6 separate regions of the Mus musculus genome follow, and regions 1, 2, 3, 4 and 6 are each linked to region 5. Evidence: chromatin contacts called from public capture Hi-C and promoter capture Hi-C data. All regions are on one chromosome and are shown on one strand. The core of a region is the stretch at or near the end of the contact, and the rest is flanking DNA. Distances in the headings are between cores, read along the strand shown. Region 1 holds the start of Psap (prosaposin). Region 2 holds the start of Spock2 (sparc/osteonectin, cwcv and kazal-like domains proteoglycan 2). Region 3 holds the start of Ppa1 (pyrophosphatase (inorganic) 1). Region 4 overlaps Cdh23 (cadherin 23 (otocadherin)). Region 5 holds the start of Pcbd1 (pterin 4 alpha carbinolamine dehydratase/dimerization cofactor of hepatocyte nuclear factor 1 alpha (TCF1) 1). Region 6 has its middle 17 kb from the start of Psap.

What was found. Promoter capture Hi-C pulls out the DNA fragments that hold promoters and counts their contacts. Capture Hi-C pulls out chosen DNA fragments and counts their contacts.
Region 1: a promoter capture Hi-C map of embryonic stem cells shows a contact between it and region 5, with 2.9 times the contacts expected there. The contact joins the promoter of Psap here to the promoter of Pcbd1 in region 5. A contact is called at or near these places in 8 of 39 promoter capture datasets (the 3T3-L1 cell line, embryonic stem cells, hippocampal neurons and 3 more) and 6 of 115 datasets of contacts at active chromatin or transcription factors (the NIH/3T3 cell line, astrocytes, embryonic midbrain and 3 more).
Region 2: a promoter capture Hi-C map of pre-B cells shows a contact between it and region 5, with 2.9 times the contacts expected there. The contact joins the promoter of Spock2 here to the promoter of Pcbd1 in region 5. A contact is called at or near these places in 2 of 39 promoter capture datasets (the C10 cell line and pre-B cells).
Region 3: a contact with region 5 is called in a capture Hi-C map of embryonic stem cells, with 2.9 times the contacts expected there. The contact joins the promoter of Ppa1 here to the promoter of Pcbd1 in region 5. A contact is called at or near these places in 1 of 39 promoter capture datasets (hematopoietic stem and progenitor cells) and 1 of 9 other capture datasets (embryonic stem cells).
Region 4: a promoter capture Hi-C map of embryonic stem cells shows a contact between it and region 5, with 2.6 times the contacts expected there. The contact joins the enhancer-like site here to the promoter of Pcbd1 in region 5. A contact is called at or near these places in 6 of 39 promoter capture datasets (the 3T3-L1 cell line, the C10 cell line, embryonic stem cells and 3 more), 2 of 484 Hi-C or Micro-C datasets (cortical neurons and embryonic stem cells) and 1 of 9 other capture datasets (embryonic stem cells).
Region 6: a promoter capture Hi-C map of liver shows a contact between it and region 5, with 3 times the contacts expected there. The contact joins the enhancer-like site here to the promoter of Pcbd1 in region 5. A contact is called at or near these places in 4 of 39 promoter capture datasets (hippocampal neurons, liver and stem cell-derived epiblast-like cells) and 1 of 115 datasets of contacts at active chromatin or transcription factors (differentiating embryonic stem cells).

The regions. Positions count from the first base shown.
Region 1 is chr10:60,276,058-60,279,051 of GRCm38.p6, forward strand. It overlaps Psap (prosaposin), which reads left to right and starts at 1,571. Exons shown (of 15, transcript NM_011179.3): 1 at 1,571-1,725. The coding sequence starts at 1,686.
Region 2 is chr10:60,104,796-60,107,563 of GRCm38.p6, forward strand. It overlaps Spock2 (sparc/osteonectin, cwcv and kazal-like domains proteoglycan 2), which reads left to right and starts at 1,462. Exons shown (of 11, transcript NM_052994.2): 1 at 1,462-1,861. The coding sequence starts at 1,673. Gm51801 (a long non-coding RNA gene) reads right to left here. Exons shown (of 3, transcript XR_003949003.1): 3 at 2,565-2,768.
Region 3 is chr10:61,647,272-61,650,336 of GRCm38.p6, forward strand. It overlaps Ppa1 (pyrophosphatase (inorganic) 1), which reads left to right and starts at 1,350. Exons shown (of 11, transcript NM_026438.4): 1 at 1,350-1,520. The coding sequence starts at 1,457.
Region 4 is chr10:60,535,102-60,537,899 of GRCm38.p6, forward strand. The region is part of intron 7 of Cdh23 (cadherin 23 (otocadherin)); the gene reads right to left. Among named protein-coding and RNA genes, the nearest start is that of Gm17455, 140 kb to the left of the region's middle. Within about 2 kb of position 1,515, at least 26 of the 459 cell types and tissues checked have an H3K27ac peak or open chromatin away from gene starts, as enhancers often do. A contact at or near this core is called in embryonic stem cells, where this site is marked.
Region 5 is chr10:61,087,874-61,090,927 of GRCm38.p6, forward strand. It overlaps Pcbd1 (pterin 4 alpha carbinolamine dehydratase/dimerization cofactor of hepatocyte nuclear factor 1 alpha (TCF1) 1), which reads left to right and starts at 1,458. Exons shown (of 4, transcript NM_025273.4): 1 at 1,458-1,543. The coding sequence starts at 1,541.
Region 6 is chr10:60,258,824-60,261,713 of GRCm38.p6, forward strand. No RefSeq gene overlaps it. Among named protein-coding and RNA genes, the nearest start is that of Psap, 17 kb to the right of the region's middle. Within about 2 kb of position 1,483, at least 89 of the 459 cell types and tissues checked have an H3K27ac peak or open chromatin away from gene starts, as enhancers often do. A contact at or near this core is called in liver, where this site is marked.

The DNA.
Region 1 (2,994 bases), core at 321-2,820, 810 kb before region 5:
ATTACACAGCATCTGTTCTTTCTCCAAGCAACACAAGTTGCCTAAAATACATTTTTATTGTTTTTTTTTTCCTCTTTTTTTTCTGCTTACACACTCAGACTTCCATTCTCCCTGCCTTCTCACCAACACTGATTCAGAGACCTCTGAGTCTATCTTGCAGTCTGCAGTTCCCAAGATCACAAATAAAGGCGTCTCTCGTTTGCCGTTTTCTGAGTTTGTATTGATTGACAACTGCAGAATGGCAGCCTGTGAATTTGAATCCTGAGTGTAAAGATGTAGGCAAATCTGTAACCTGTTTGTGCTTGAGTCTCATCTGTTAGCACGGCACGAATCACAATAAATGGGGGCTGGAGATGCCACTCAGTTGGTAGAGTCATTGCCCGACATGAGTTGAAGGCCTGGGTTTGGTTCCTAGAACCAAACAGAACATGTATGGTAGCACAGGCAGGCAGATCAGGATTTGGAAGTGACTGAAGTTCGAGGACTGCCTGAGATACACGAATCCTCAGCTGCACAGCCAGTTGTCAGCCTCTTTGGGCTACAGGAAACCCTGTCTTAAAAAACTAACCACTAGCCGGGCGTGGTGGCCCACGCCTTTAATCCCAGCAGGCAGACAGATTTCTGAGTTCGAGGCCAGCCTAGTCTACAAAGTGAGTTCCAGGACAGCCAGGGCTATACAGAGAAACCCTGTCTCGAAAAACCAAAACAAACAAACAAACAAACGAACAAAAAAACTAACCAAAAAAACTAATCACCGCCAGGCGTGGTGGCACACACCTTTAATCCCAGCAGCACTCGGGAGGCAGAATCAGGCAGATTTCTGAGTTCGAGACCAGCCTGGTCTACAAAGTGAGTTCCAGGACAGCCAGGGCTACACAGAGAAACCCTGTCTCGAAAAACCAAAAACCAAACCAAACCAAACCAACCAACCAACCAAACAAAAAACCCCTAACTACCACTGTACAAGGGTCAGGCAGAAGAATTACATGTTCAGAGACTTTCTGGGGAATTTGGTGACACCCTCTTTCAAAAATAAAGTAAGGAGTGAGCTGGGAGGGTGGGGGGAATGGTGGTGTGCAGCTTGGAGGTACAACACTTGATATCAAGTATAATGCCTTGGGTTCAATACCGGCGACTGCAAACAAAAATCCCTGCTCCCGCCCCCCAACCCCCAACCATTCTCCAAGGGGTTGAGGCAGAAGGTTGAGAGTTCCAGGTCTGCTGCGACACTGAATTGTCGACCAGCAAGGCCATAGTGACTCGGCATCTCAAAAACAAATAGTAATACTTAAAAGATGCTGGGGCTCAGGGGTGGGGTGGGGTGGGGGAGCACAAGATGCAGTTCAGGGCTTGGTACCAGCCCTGGGCTGGATTCCTCACATTGCAAAGGTAAAGAGAGGCGTTAGATACCGTTCGGCGCCTGACCTTGATTTAATCACCAGATATGGTTTTCTTTTATTACCACCACCCGCGCCTTCCCGCCACCTTCCCTGGGCGTTTTCAGCCTGCTCCTCTTCGCACCCTCCCTCCCCGCAGGCGCGCTGCGCGACGCTGAGTCAAGCTGCGCCCAGTTTGGGCGGGGCCCGCGCCTGCGCACTGGCGTCTGCGGCGAGGTTGGGGGGTAGATTTATATTCGTCTGGTCAGCTGACGTTCTGCATTGCAGCCTGCGAAGTGAAGCGGCGCCATGTACGCCCTCGCCCTCTTCGCCAGCCTTCTGGCCACCGGTGAGCTTAGAAGGGTCCCCTGGTCTGGTAGAGAAGAACGCTATAGCGTCCCCTGGGTCCCGGGAACCGGGCAGTCCTGCGGTACCGGCCTCGCCCTCCGCTCGCTTCCCGGGGCGCGCTTAGGCAGGCCTCGCTGTGCGCAGGCGCAGATCGGGGCTGGTGGCGGAGGGGGACCTGTTCCAGATTCTCTGCACTGGGGGACCACTGGGAGGTGGGAGAGACGTCTTGTCCTGTGTGTGCAGGCCTTGTGCAAGGCCTTGCGGGTGACTGCGGTTCTCCCTGGGATGGAGGTTGGGAGAGGTCACTCGATGACCTCTTCCGTCGCTGTGTTGACTCTATCCTGGTGTAGGTGATAGACATGGCCTTGAAGCCCCATCCTGCAGGTCAGGTCGGCCCGTGACCTCTGTCCCAGACTGCACTCGTATGGGAGTTGCAGGAAGCGTCTTTGTGTCTGCCCCGGGCCGGGGGGTGATTTTTTTGGCTTCTGTGTGAACTCAGGAGCGTAGTAGGTCTTGGAGGGAATTGTGTAGTCCCGATTGCATTGGAACTCTTAATTTTTTTGTTTGATCTGGCAAAGCCATTGGCCAGCCTTTATTTTATAGCAAGTGTTTCTAAAATGATTTTTCTTAAAAGCACTGCAGGTTGGCAAGGCAGCGCCAGGGGACTCACACTTGGAAGGCATAGGTAGGAGGATTTTGAATTTGAGGTCAGCCTGTGCTACACAGAAAGCTCAAGGCTAGTCTGGACTGTGTATGAGATTTTTTTTTTTTTTTTTTTTGTGCAAGAAAAATGAAAAGAAACGCACTTGGTCCTGCTTGCTCTGTGTCATACATAACTCGTGAGTTCTGATTCACCCACACCACCAAAACCAGACTTCTTTTTCTCTCTCTCTGTAGTATGGGCCATTGAACTTGGATCGTAACACACGGTAAACGAACATCCTCTACTGAGTCACACTATACCCCTTACCTGTTTCCTTGGAAAAATTATTTCTAATACACATGTAGTTCATTTGACTGCCAGTCTAGTTAACTGGGTTCCTTCTTCCTTCTTAGGTAGATGGGAGGACCCTGATGGCCTTGGTCTAAAACTCCAGGCTCTGTGCCTCACGTCAAGGTCATACTGAAGAATGGTAGCTTGTCTTGACTGTCCACCATTGAGTTGTTGGTTGTCTATGATGACTGCAAACCACGTGTGCTCCCTGAGGCTCTTAGGACTTATGGGCTCAGTGTGGCACTACTGTAGTTCAGGGTGCCACTCATAGCTTGC
Region 2 (2,768 bases), core at 212-2,711, 980 kb before region 5:
CTTTTGAAATGCCTGGGATAACTCTGCTCAAGTTTCATAGCCATCGCATGCTATATATGTGTGGCGTTAGAATGACACTCTATATGGAAGTTGGGATCCTCAGTCCCCTCCAGTCCGTATGAGAAGGACTCCACTGTGAAGCTCCCTGGTACCGCCTGGAGGGCTCTGCATCCATTGTGAGATGCAGATGTCAGTATCTGGAGCTTGCAGCAGCACCACAGGAAGGGAAACTATTGTTTTGTGTTTTCCCAGGGGTCCCCACCCAGCCCAGGCTACTGAGGCACCCAACACTCAGGAGGCATGCCAGGCCCTGGATGACTGTAACCCTCACAACCTGTGTTTTTTCCTATTGATTAAGATCATGTTCTTTCATTGCCTTTAATTTTTATTTTATTTTATTTTATTTTATTTTAACATCACAGCAGCCAAGTCTTTTATAAAAACACAATCTAGGGCTTGGGGCCCAAAAGTTTAATATGGTTTGCCCTTTTCGTAGTCTTCATTTTATTTGTAATGTAAATTTCAGTTCTGTTCTGATCCTGGGTCTGTGCCCAGCTGCCAGCCTTCCCAGCTGGTAAGGCAGCACAGGTCTATAGGCAATGACAAGGGTCACAGTTTTAACAAGAACCTAACAGCCTCCAACAGAACCCGCCTCCTCCCGCCTTGTCTCCTTCCCCAGTGCATCATCAAACTCAACATGAAGTCAAAGTCACAAGCAAATGGCTGGGCCCATTTAGATTTGCAGACTCAAGGCAGATGAGATGGCTAGACACGCATGTGTCTTTTAGGGTTGCCCTAGGAAAAGCTAACAAAAGGGTGACAGCCCCTAAACATCTGCTTGCGGAAGAGGAGGACATCTGCCCATGTTTCACCAGCCATTCAGGGTTGGGGCCATGCGTTGAAAAGAGCGGCGGGCCAGGGGGAGCAATAGTTCAGAGGCAGCCAGTTGTTAGACCGCCTTTGTCTTAAGGAAGCCACCCATTACCGAAGCGCCATAACTCGCGGGGAGCCAGCTGTCAGAGCGGTGGCACAGGCCACTCGGGGGTGTGGGGTGTGGGGTGGGAGGAGGCCAAGGGAGAAGAAACTGTCTGTGGCCAGATTCCCTTTTAGACACCTGAGCCCAGCTGACTTGGTAACCCGAGAGTTTTCATCCTCTTTCCAGCCCTATGAAAGACCCCGGAGCCCTTCTTTGCTGTCCACCCTTAGATAGACAGCAGGGACATCTCAGGGTTCTGCTTCCCTGGCTTGCAACTCCTTGAGAGCTGGACTGACTTGCGCAGCCCTGCGCTGCGGCTTGGCTGGCTTGGCTGCTCTGATCCAGCGCTCTGCTTTGAAATCTACCCCCTCCTTTTTTTTTTTTTTTTTTTTTTTTTTTAACCAGGTATGATGATGTCAAACGTGATGCTGATGCTACAGTTACAGACACAGCCCCCGCTGGCGCAGCCTCTCTGAATCTCTCTCCCTCTCCGCGTCCAGCGCTGGGCTTTTTCAGACAAGTGCATCTGCTAACCAGGTCACATTTCAGCCACGACCCACCCTCCGTCAGTCACTGGAGTCAGACAGCAGGAGGAGGGCTGAGGAGGACCGCAGCGCTTCGCCAGTGGCGCGGTGGAGGGAAGGACATCAAATCCTGCTGAAGTCCAGACCCCCCCAGGTCCAAGCCCAGACCACGATGCGCGCTCCAGGCTCCGGGCGGCTGGCTCTGCCGCTGCTGCTCCTCGCCGTGGTCGCCTTGGCTGAAGGCGACGCCAAGGGGCTCAAGGAGGGCGAGACCCCCGGCAATTTCATGGAGGACGAGCAATGGCTGTCGTCCATCTCGCAGTACAGCGGCAAGATTAAGCACTGGAACCGCTTCCGAGACGTGAGCGGCGGGGCGCGGAGGGCCGGGCCGGGCGCGGGTTGTGGGTGGGGAGGCCGGGAGCAGAGACCCCGCGCGCTGGGAGCCACCGCCGCGTGTCGGAGCCGGAGCCTCTCGGGCCTGCCAGGCTAACTACGCCAAGTGTAAACAACACCGAGAGTCCCAGCCCCGAGCCCCTCCGGTGTTCCCGTGGCCACCAGCTTTGGGACCTTCAGTTCCCGCAGCCTCCCGGAGTGTCCTAGACGAGAACATGCTCTAGGGGCGCACGCTCGCGACGGGGTCTGCCTTGTGGCGTGGCGCGGAGCAGGGGTGCGGGATGTGGGGACCCGGGCCCTGGCTGCTGCTGGGCCCCGCCTGTCCCCCCACCCCCACCTCCTTGCCATCGGTCCCCGGGCTAGGCCCCTGCCGGGTGAATGCTGCAGACTGCACACACTGCTCTTGGCAGAGGGAGCGGATCTGGGTGGGGCCGGCAGGAAAGGTAGCGGCCGCAAGGGTGTCCTCCGACCCCTCCTTGGGCTTCGGAAGAAGGGGACAGAAGGCTCAAGGACTGAGCGGTGGCCAGGGCGTTGAGTTTGGGGAAGGGTTCCCCCAACCTCCAAGAGATGGTGGAAGGCGTGTCCATAATGGGGCGCGCGGGGGGGGGGGTGCACAGTGAAAATGCCCGAGGCGCTCTCCTCTCTCTCTCTCAGGGTGGTCGCCAGAGCCAGGCCAGGTAGGCTGGTTTTCCTGGACCAAGCTCGGCGGTGAAGCAAGGGGACCCCATCCTTGGTCCGGTGGGCATGAGAAGCAGAAGCGAGAGCCCCCAGGAGCTGGTTTGGGGTCCCTGGCAGAAGCCCGCCGCAAGCCGACTTAACCTTGGGCAAAGCTTTGCGGGTGGGGGCGGGGAGGAGGCTGCGGACCGGCCGGCGCC
Region 3 (3,065 bases), core at 100-2,599, 560 kb after region 5:
TTTATTTATTTATTTATTTATTTATTTATTTATTTATTTATTTATTTTTGAGGCGGGAGTCTCATGTAGTCCAGACTGGCCAAGGATGACCTTGAATTCATGATCTTCCTACTTTTGCTTCTCAAGTGCTGCAGCTACAGGTATACACCACCGTGCCAATTTAGAAATTAACTTTCTTAGGCTTCCACTTAATACGTGGTTTATGCATTCCATTTATATATTAGAGATTGTTTTGAAAATAGTTGAAAGGAAACTGTCTTTGAGATAAATAGTTAAGAAATATTTTAGAAAGATATTCTGTCTATCATAATTTAAAATTTGCTTTTTAAAAAAATGTGGATAATTTCCTGGGTTAGATTTGTCTTATTTTTAAGATAGTCTCATACTGTAGCATGGGGTGGCTCAGAACTCACTACGTAGCTCAGGTTGGTCTCAGAAAGTCAGCGTCCTGAGGTCTGGGGCTACAGGTGTGAGACGCTATATGTGGCTTATAATTAGAGTTGTGATACACAAAGACAGACAGACACACACACACAACCTTATAGGACTGTGAAAGTTCCCAACGTCCACAGCACACTCTGAGGGATACAGCCTGGACTTCAATGGGTGGTGCAATAGAACTAGGAAAACAAGCTCCGAGAAGCTACTCCTGAGAAACGTCCTCAAGGGGTTCTGTGCACACTCCTGGGTCTTCCCAGAGCTTCAATTTCAAGTCCCAGTGGATCTGGAGTGGGGAGAGAAATCTGCGGTATCTGGGGAGTTCAGGAGTAATCAGCTTGAGTCTGGTCCAAGCAGAACCCACCCAACAATTCAGATGAGAAACTGAATCAGGGAGATTAGTAAAAGCAAATTTGTCCATTGCCTACCACTTGGGAAAACATTAGTCACAGCCTATAGTTTTCAGAGCCCAGTCAGCCAAACTCTCAACTTTAATGAAGATGGCCCTGGGCCGGGGGTGGGGGGCTGGTAGCACACTCCCAGCTTCTGGGAGGCAGATGAAGATCTATGAGAAACCCAAACAAGAAAAGACAAGACTGCCTGGGGAACAGGTGGCTTATCAAGGCCTTCCGAGATAAGGAACTGCTCTGCAGGACCTGAGAGAGAGAAATCAAAGGTGAGCGACCCGCAAGCCTCAGGAGAGTAACCAGCGTTCTGTCCCAGCGGAGCCGCCAACCCGCAGTCCGCTTCCAGAGGGCAGCCGGCGCCTGCCACGTGGCCCAGGTTGCGAACCGGGGGCGGGGCGTGAGGAGGCGCGTCGCGCAGAGTGCGCCTGCGCGGGTGGGCGGGGCGGGGCAGGGTACAAGGCGAGCCCCACGCATTAAAGGCACGGCGCCGGCGACCGGCGGGCCAGCTCGTGGTACGCAGGCGCGGGCTTTCTCCTCCGTACAGCGGCTCCGGGTCTGGGCTGTGTGGTTGTGTGGCTGTGCAGCGGCGGCGGCGGTGCATCTCCGACACCATGAGCGGCTTCAGCAGCGAGGAGCGCGCCGCGCCCTTCACCCTCGAGTACCGCGTCTTCCTCAGTGAGTGGCGTGAGGCCGAGGGCCGGGTCGCCCATTCATTCCAGAACGAGCGGGCGGGCGGGCGGACGCGTCCCCTTCCCTCTGGCGGGCGGCGGGACCAGCGAGGGCCGCCATCCCAGTGCCCACCGCGAGCGCTCCCTCCACACATTCGAACTTGGGCCACATGGGGAAAGGAAACCACTGAGTCACCCTTAGAAGGTGCCCGGAGGTGATACCGACCGCCTAAGAGGATTGTCCTCAGGATCGCCGGCTGGAGGACAGAGATTTCCTCAAGACCTTAATTCGGTGCCGAACAGGATCGAGTCCTCCCCGGTGTTGTAAGAGATGGGAAACTGAGGCCCAGGTCTTCCCGGCACTAGCCTTATTGTGGTGAGGCTTCTCTGAAGCCCTGATGGCCGGGAGTGCTTCTAGGAAACCGAAAGCTTTGCCTCCCTAGACAGACAGGTGACGTCTAGCTAAGGACCTGGTGGGAGAACAGCCAGGTTCTTAACCCTGGTGCCGGAACCCACTAGTTACCCCCGCATCCAACCCCTGCCCTGCACTCAGAAAGGCGGAGTCGATCGGCCTTCCACGTGTGTCACCTTTTCCTGATAGGTGCTTGCAAGCTACCTGGGTTTCTCCTGGAAGCCCTTAGCTTGTAGGTATATACATACATTCATGGTGCTAACAGAGGTTTGCGATGCTGTTAGCAAAGGCCCTTCCAGTTTGTAACCTCTTTGTGTTTATTTAGAAGGGATGGGCAGCAATCTCAGGACAGGGCAAACAGACATTCCTGAAAGAATGAACAGAGAGTGCCTAGCAGAAACTTCGCCATGGAAATAGTGTTGGCTTCAGGTTTTTCAGTGTCCTTTAAAGTGACCCTTTGGGTCACTGGGAATTGTCTTCAAGCTATATGTGCAGAATAAACACACTGCTTTTAATGTATTTAATGTATTGGTGGTAAGTATTTGATGGTTGTGGGTAGAGAGCAAAGCCACTCCTTGACTTTGGATTAGGCTGAAGTCTATCAAATGGGCTCTCTGGAACTTAAGAAACACTAAATTTAGTACCACTATGTAATTTAACTAGTTCTCGCTCTTTGCACTTTTTAAAAAGGATAAATTTCTGAGTATTTTTTCCACTTTTTTTTTTTTTTTTTTTTTTTGAGGGTGGTGGTGGGTGAGGCCATAGTGTTTTCCCGTTTAGCTCAGCTTGGTTTTAAACTTGAGATCTCCTGCTTCAACCTCCCAAGTACTAGGATATAGATAGGTTCAGGCATCACACCTGACAGCATCCATTCTTAATAGAAATAATTATTTAAAATAATGTTACATTTTCCAATCTCTTTAAGACAGATAAAAAAAGTCCAGTTTGAGCAGAGGACAACTATGCATACAGCCCTAGACAAAATAAACTTAAAATCCCAGCATTCCCGAGGCAGATACGAGCAGACCTGTGAGTTTGAGTCCAGCTTGGTCTACAGAGTGAGTTCTAGAAGAGCCAGGGCTACACAGAGAAACCCTTTATTAAAGGCCTGCAGTGGGCTATGCCTGGCTTATATTACTT
Region 4 (2,798 bases), core at 265-2,764, 550 kb before region 5:
TGGTCTGGTCGATATGAATATGCAAATATGTCCCCTTCTGATTCAGGGTGGCTGGTTAAGGCCATTTCCTCGGGAGGCTGAGACAGGGTTACCACATTCCTCAAGAAGGCTGCAAACTGACAGTTAATATGCTACTTTCTGTAACTCACCATCCCTGTCCGTACACCTCGGCCAGTTCTCACCCTTCCCTCACGGCCTGTAGTGCCACAGGCCCTGTCTGCCCTGCCTTGGATGGTGTCTGGCACACAGGCTAAGCAGTAAACACCTGTGAGCACAAGGGCACATCTCAGCAGCATTAGGCGCTATATTCTGAATGTCTGCCTGTACCACCCACCCATCCACCCTCATCTCCGCAGCACTGGCTCATCATTGGCTGTGCAGATTTCTCTACACGGTAGAAAGCTCTGGACACGTTGGAGAAAACACGCTCTTTGCGGGGGGGGGGGGCACAGAGAGGGCAGCTGGTCTAAAGCTATACAGCGAGAAGGTGGGTGAGCAAGGCCTTGGGTTCAAGTACTGCTGATTCTAGGCACATGATCCCAACAGTTACATCAAAGGCTTCCCTTCCACACTGGCATTGGCTGTGCTGTGCCAACCAGAGCTTCTAGAGAGCACAGCCACTGAGTTACTAAGGTCCTATGTAAGCTGGTCATTTCTTTATTGGCCACCAAGTATGGGGCTACTGGGATATCCCCCAGAAATCTGCTGATGGGAACAGGAGACAGGCAACAGGAAGCCCCTCTCCTGTTCGCCATTTATGGCTCCCCAGTAGCTCTGGGATAGAACATCCCACGAAGACTGGTCCTCAATTATCCTTCATGCATTTCCTAGATGCTTGGAGTCATTTGTACTGCCCCAACCCAGCAGTTCCTACACACCTCTCTCCCCATCCTAGCTTCTTTCCCTTCAAAGAGAAGCAAGTCTGTTGAGGGCCAGAGTGGATAACTTCCAGCATTCAGGCATGGCCAGAACATCGGTTGGAATCCCAGCCTCACTGTGTGTCTTTGGGTTAGTTACTTAAGCTCTCTGTTCCTTCCTCCTCATTCCATAGGCTAAAGGTAATACTATCTCATTGGGTCAGTGTGAAGAGGGCAGACCTACAGCTTTACTAATATAAACTTTCGAGCCTGTAAGTACCCAGAAGGAAAAAGCTATGGTTGTCCTATCAGATCTCTTCTTGTACTGTACAGGCAGGGCCACCTAAGGGCAGGACAGGGAGGTCTCAAGAGACACAGTAAGTGTTACTGGCACCATGCTGGGCACTTCCTGTCTGCCCCACCTCCCCTCACCGTCCCACCTCCCCACATAGCCCCGCCCCCCCCCCCCCCCCTCATTCCCCATCTCACCCTGGTTTAGGCTGCTCTGCCTCCATACCTTAGGATAGATAGCCTGCTCTGCCTAGCCTGTTTGCGCCAGACCTCAACTGACTTGTTTAGGGCGTTCTGATTACCAACCAGGAGTGTGAGAGGGACTGGCAGGAGCTCAGAGGGAAGAAAGCCTGAATACTAGGCTCCACCCCTCCAGCGCCCACCCTGTAGCCCCGCCCACCGGGCGGGGCTCTGAAACCGTGCTTCCTTCTCTTCCCGTGGAGCCTTTGCGGAAGGCAGTGTATCCCTTCTTGGCCTGCCCCCGGATCCTTCAACAGCCCTTATCTTCTTCCACCCATTAGATTTTCCGTGTGTGTCTGTCAAAGATCCTTGCTCCACAGCCTGGGGTGCTACTTACTGGGAGGCGGAAGAGCACTTTCCCTTCCTCCCATCCCCTCCCCGTCTTCCTGGTTCTTGACCACCACGAACTGAGTACGAGTTCAAAGCCCATGATTCCCTCCATGATGTCCTAAGTCACCACAGGCCGAGCAGCTATGAGCAGAACCCTCTTAGGCTGTGAACCCAAATAAACCTTCCCTTCCTTTAAGTCAATTTCTTTCTTCACTCTCTTCACATGCACATGCCTACCTATGTGGCCACATTTGGATGTGATTGTGTGCGATTGTGTGCACCTGAGTCCTGGTGTGTACGCATGTGTGCGCGCGCGCATGGAAGGGCAGAGGCTGGAACTAGTGCTTCCTCAATCCCTTTCTATTCTTTAAGACCGGATCCCTCAGTGAACCTGGAGTTGATACTTTCAGGTAGATTGGCTACGATCCTCCTGCCTCTGCCTCCCCCGCCCCAGGGTTATAGTCACATGAGGCCACATCTATTTTTTTTTTTTAAGCTTTACGTTGTTGCTGATGGGGAGAAAACTCAGGTCCTCATGTATATGTAGGGAGCCATTCATTTCTCCAGCCTTCTTTTTTTTAAAAAAAATTATTTATTATATTTATTCTGCCTGCATGCCAGAAGAGGACATCAGATCCCAGTATAGATGGTTATGAGCCACCATATGGTTGCTGGGAATCAAACTCAGGACCTCTGGAAGAAGATCCTCTTAACCTCTGAGGCATCTCTCCAGCCCTCTTATTCTGTCTCTCCAGCCTTTCACAGTCCTGGACATGGACTAATACAATACCCTCTTGAAAGTGGGCACTTCACTGACACACTTTTATTGGGGCTACCTAAGAAGATCTCTTCTGGTGGAGCCCTGATGATCACAGTCACCTGCAAATCTACAGCTACAAGACAGAGCTCCCCTGGTGCAGGACCCAATGAAGCCAGACTTCCCCCACGATGTCCCCTCAGCCTCCCCAGTCCCCTCTGAAGCACACAAGTGTCCAGACACATTTCAGAGACGCCAGCCTCATACAGCACACAGCTCAGCAATACGGCCCCACTGGTCGCCAGCTCCTGAGGCCTTACCTC
Region 5 (3,054 bases), core at 208-2,707:
ACTCATTATACATAAATAAATCTTTAAAAAAAAAAAAGAAAGAAAAGAATCAACTAATGGTACATAGAACATGAATGGACTTCAAAGGTAAGTATAAACTAAATGGTTTCAATGCATGGGGCCATGGGGATGTCTAGAAAATGCAACCTGCTTGCCAGCAATTGAAGAGCATTGGCTTAGGGGGAGCCCTGGAAGAGAGAGGCTATCTGGTGGCACAGGGAGAGGTGTTCCTAATCCTGCTGATGGATTCCTAAGAGAAGCACATGTCCCTCCATGTCACTGAAGTTATTAGGGTCAGAGCCTGGACCCTGGCAGTCCTAACAAGCAGGGCTCACCCACTACTCTCTATATGCCAACGAAAGAGACAAGTCACAGCAGAGGTGCTGTGGAGAGGGCTCAGAGCGCTTACTGCTCTCGCAGAGAATCTGAATTTGGCTCCAGTACCCATATGAGGCAGCTCACAACAACACCTAAGTGCAATTCCAGGGGATGCAATGTTCCCTTTTGGCCTCCATGGCATCTACATGCATACAGCACACAGTACACATAAATCCATGCACCCACACAAATGCGCACGCGCACACACACACACACACACACACACACACACACACACAAATAAATCTTAAAAATTAAAACAGTGATTAAAACAGCAAGCAAGGTGATTTACTCAATACAGCTTTACTGGGAAGAGAAATGAAGGGGTCCATGAGCCTCCAAGTCTGTCCACTGGGACCTAATCTACGGCTCAAGGTTAAACAGCGGGCAAGAGGAATACCTTACTAAACAAGGTGGCCTGGCAAATTGCCAGAATGGTGTGAAATCTTTCCAGTAGACAAGTTTCTTCTCTGGCTGGCACCAGACCTTAGTTTTTCCTTTTCATACCATGCCTTTCCTGGAAGAAATTCTGATTTCTTGGGTTCCATTGTTTCAATAGCCTGATAGCCCAAAGGAGGGATACGTTGAGTCCCTTTAGAATATCTTCTATTGGGCTGGAGAGATGGCTCAGTGGTTAAGAGCACTGGCTGCTCTTCCAGTGGTCTTGAGTTCAATTCCCAGTAACTACATGGTGGTTCACAACCATCTGTAATAGGATCTGATGCCCTCTTTTGGTGTGTCTGAAGACAGCTACAGTGTACTTATATATAATAAATAAATCTTTTTTAAAAAAGTCTTCTGTTCTGTTAAGATGGTTAAAACTGTGCACTTTATATATGTGCAGTCCAGTGTATGTGACATTTATCTGGGTGGCTTTTGTTGTCGTTGTTACTGTAACAATAGGTCAGGCAGTCTGGTGCCCAGAGTCCTCTGGCAGAGAGGGAGCAGAGGTACTGAGATGTCAAAGCTTTTGCCCTGGAGCCCATCACGCAGCCATGCTCACAGAGCACAGGGCATGGAAAGCATTGCAAGGGCGTGGAGCAAGGAGGACCCATGTTAATTATTACCCGCGGCCACCGGATCTCTGCCCCGCCCCCGCGGTGGCCTGCTGCTTGCCCGCTGCTCTCTCCCTCGCTGCCGCCACCTGCTTCCCGCACTGGACATGGTAAGCGCAGGAAGTCTGGTGGACCCTGAGAGGAGACCAGGAAGTGGGGGGCGGGGGGTGGTGTGGAGAGACGACTAGGGCTCCGATGCTGGGGGCGCGGGCCACGCTGAGCCTCCTGCAGCGCCATCCAGCCGGGCTAGAGTCGCCTGGCCTCCCTTGGGGGCGGTGGCGGTGGGCCTGGAAACCTAGCCTGTCCCAACTCCCAGGCCTAGTCTGCTGGCGGGGTGTGGCAGCAAGGCAAGTCTCCGTGGCGCTGCCTGGCCCTACAGGCTTGCCAGATTGGGGTGGGGGTGGGGGTGGTGTTCAGTTCTCTCTGCACCCAGTGCTGTCCCTGGCCTTAAGCCCCGCCCTAACACCTAGATAGGGTGCTGTGTCCCACCTTGGCGTGGTGGTGGGTCAGGATCTTAGGTAGGTCCCTAGGAAAGGAGCCCCTAGACCTCCCTGCAACCCTTACCAAATAGCGTGGTTCGGGTTCTCTGTACTCGATCAGGGATAGGAGGGTGTTTTGGCAGCTGAGGCCTGGGAAGAGTCATTGGGCCCAAAGACACCACAGGCTTGGATAATCAGTAATCGCTCAGCCCACACTAACAAGCTGACAGAGCTTCCCTAAGCAAATAAGGCCCTTACCCCTCTGACCTGAGTTCAGAGCATTGTCAGCCTGAAAGTTGGTTCTGGAAAATTCTAAAGAGTGGAGCCCTGTTGATACCTGGCTGCCTGGTTACAAGTGTCCCGCTTATCACCCACTGAAGGGTCAATGCTGGAAGTCCCCCACCCCCTTCATTAACCACAGAGCAGATCTCTGCACTGAGCTGGAGCCCCTTGTTTCTGAGAGCACACACACACTGGTGTTGGTTCTGTAGGCCCCACTGCTGGCCTGAGAACTGTCACAGATGTTCTTGTTCTAGGAAGTGTTGGTTTTTTGTTTTTTTTTTTTTTTTTAATGAAGCTGACTTTCACTTGATAACCTTGCTACTGAAGTATTTCCACTGGCATCTCTTGGTCTAAGGAGTGGGTCTCATCCCTTCACTCATGAAGCCAAAGGGCCATTTCGATACCCACCCCAGGGTATGGAAACGATGGGTGGCTTGCAGGACACAGTTCACCTTCCTCCTGCTCCCCAAGCCAAATTTGAGTCCTTGTCAGTTGAACACTGTATCCCTGGGTGATTCTCTTTCACAATCCTAGCTTGTTAGACTCAGGGCCCCACGTTCCTCTAGAGGACAGAACAGACACTAACTTCTGTTTTCCAGGGGTCCACTCAGGACCTGACCTGGTATGTGCTGGGGGATCACACCGTGGGCACTTTGTATAACAGGGTAATGAGCATGCCAGGTGCCCTTGACAGACTACTTCCATTTTGAGTCTGGGCCCTGTGGTCCTAGGTTCCTAAGACAGCCACCCTGAGAGCCTCACCCTGACAGCTGTGGACTATACAGGGGCGAGGAGGAGGTGGCAGAGACTCATCTGGGAATGGGTTTGAATGGGTTTCTGCATCCCACCCCAGGGCTATA
Region 6 (2,890 bases), core at 233-2,732, 830 kb before region 5:
CTTGGTCATGGTATCTGCTCACAACAGTAAAACTCTAACTAAGACAACATATAATAATACATATTATTACGTAATTATATATTATAATATATTATTATATATCATATAATTAAATAATTATGAATTATTATATAATACATATCATTATATTATATAACATTTTATATATAATATATCAATATTATATTACATATAATATAAAGGATTATAAATAATTTAAATTAAAAATTTGCCTTATGTGTATGAGTGGTTTTCATGCATGTATGCCTGTGTATTATGTGTATGTTTGGTGCCCACAGAGGCCAGAGGAGGGCATCAGATCTCTTAGAACTGAGTTACAGACAACTGTGGCCTACCATGTGGGTACTGAGACTTGAACCTAAGTTCTTTGGAAGAGCAGCCAGGGCTCTTAACTAGCCATTGAGCCATCCCTCCTGCCTGCGGACAAAAAGAACAGATTCCAGCATATGCCTGTCTGGCATTTTGAATGAAGATGGCCCCCACAGACTCATAAGGAATGGCGTTTTTGGAAGGGTGGCCTTGTTGGAGAAAGTGTGTCACTTAGGGGTGGGCTTTGGGTTTCAGGTTTGACAAACAAATCTTTTTTAATATTTCAAATGTGTGCATCCCTGAAAATACTGTCACGTATGAGCATTGCCTGACCAAATGTGTGTATTTCTCATCTGTTCTCTGAAAGATCAGGGTTCTGATGGCCCTTTGGTTGCAAGCAGGAGGTTTTTCACAGGGGCATCCATCCACTGCAGAGCCAGGTGGGCGAGGTGTCTCTCCTGTGTGCAGCAAGAGGACACAGGCAGAGGGAGATGGGACATGTGAAGTTTCTGTGCATTCCGGGGTATCACCTTCATCTTAGTCCCACAATCCCAGGCCAGGGAGGAGGCCAGGAGGTCACGTGCTCATTGTTTTGAGAGAGAGACAGATGATGGCTGTCTCTAGGGGAGGTCATGAAGTGGAGACATGAATATCTATCTGCCTTCTCCCTGTTTTCTGCAGCCTGGTACACTTCTTGAGAAAAGGGACTGCCCCCAGCCGGGTGTCAAAACGAAGGCTCAGGAACTGTTGCAAGGTCCAACACTACCAGTAAGCATTGAATGACTCTCACCAGCCACCTCACCTCTCTGGCGTTCCTTAGTCCAGTAAGATAAAGCTAGCCTAGCCTCACTTAGCTCTTACAGGGCTGTGATGGTGTGAGGAGGGCTTAGAAAGGGGTCAAGTGGTTGCCAAAGAGAATCACAGCTAGCCTCTGCCTGTGCCCTGCTCTTGTCTGCCTCTGTCCCTGCTCCTGCCTCTGCCTCTGCCTCTGCCCCTACCCCTGCCCCTGCCCCTGCCTCTGCCCTTGCCGTAGCCTATGTCTCCCTGTCTCAGAATCCCAGATGCACAGAGGACTGAGAAGGCTCCTTGGAGGTGGCTCTTGGTTGATTAGCATGGTGCTGCCCTTGGCGCTGTTTGAGCTTCCCACAGCCCACTTGTGAACGTTTCCTTATTTGGTAATGGTGCTGAGCTAGACGCCAAGTGGCTCAATATACAGGGCAAAAGAAACCCTTCTCACTCACATGAGACACCTCTGTCCTCAGTTTCCTTATGGGGCTATGGATAATTCCAGGCCAACATCTCAAGGTCTCATGGGGAAGACACAGACCCACTATGTATCTGGAACCTTATCATGTGCAGGGCATGCATAGGGTAGGAAACCTTTTTAGCAAGCCTCCGATCTGTGTGCCATTTCTGTATGTGGGGGATAGGCATATAGAGTAAAGGGGGTCACCTACGTCGTCCACTGCATGCTGGGGGGCAGGGCACTGAACTTAAACCCTGGTCCTAGTGGCTGTTGGAGTTGCCCATGCCCATGTATAGAAGGGCAATGGTCCGGGACAGTCTTACCCTGGTAGTTTTGGTTCCTCTTTCCTGGGTCACACTGGCCCTGTGCTCTTCTCCCATGCCCACCCCCAGAGCAACAGTTTCACAAGGCTGTGACTTGGCTCTTACATACCAAGGGTGAGGCCACAGCTTCTCTGTGTTCACTCACCCACCAAGATGATGCCCAGGGCTATTAGTGGGTGTGGTGAAGGAGTCCCTAGTCCCTCTCAAAAGCATTCTGGGGAAAAAGGTGAGTTTCAGGGACCCACTCTCAGGCTGGACATGTGGCTCAGTTGGTAGAGTGGTTGCCTCGTATGCATGAAGCCATAGTTTCACCCTCAGCATGGTAAAAATGAGGTCTGATAGCACATGCCTGTGACCCCAGCATTTCATGTGACTGTAGCATTTCATCATGTGACCCCAGAATGCCTTGTGACCCCAGCATTCCTTGTGACCCCGGCATTTCATGTGACCCCAGAATTTCATGTGACCCTAGCATTTGAGAAATAGAGACAAGAGGATTAAGAATGCAAGGTTACATTCTGAGTTTGAGGCCAGCCTGGGCTAGAAGAGACCCTGTCTAGGGAAAAAAGAAGGAAGGGAGGACGGGGAGAGGGAGGGCTAGCCTCCCCTTCTCACACCAGGTGCCCCCTGCACACACCTGGTCTCCTAAGGCCACAGAAGGCAAGATGCGTGTCGGGGCACTTGAGAGAGAGAGAGAGAGAGAGAGAGAGAGAGAGAGAGAGAGAGAGAGAGAGAGAGAGAGAGAGAGAGCTATCAGGTGAGCAGTCTTTCTCCACCCCCACCCCTCCAGGAGCCCCCACCTGCCTTCCAAAATTAAGCCTTTTCTAGAAACACACGTTGCTCCCTGTCCAGGGCAAAGGTGGCGCAGGAGAGCTCCTGCCCAGCCAATCGTCCTAGCCCCGGCTCTGAGAACAAAGCTTTCTCTTTCTTCCCCAAACCTCCTCGGGACTCTGAGATTAAAGAGAATTGCAGGCTTATGCTTTAAGCTTAT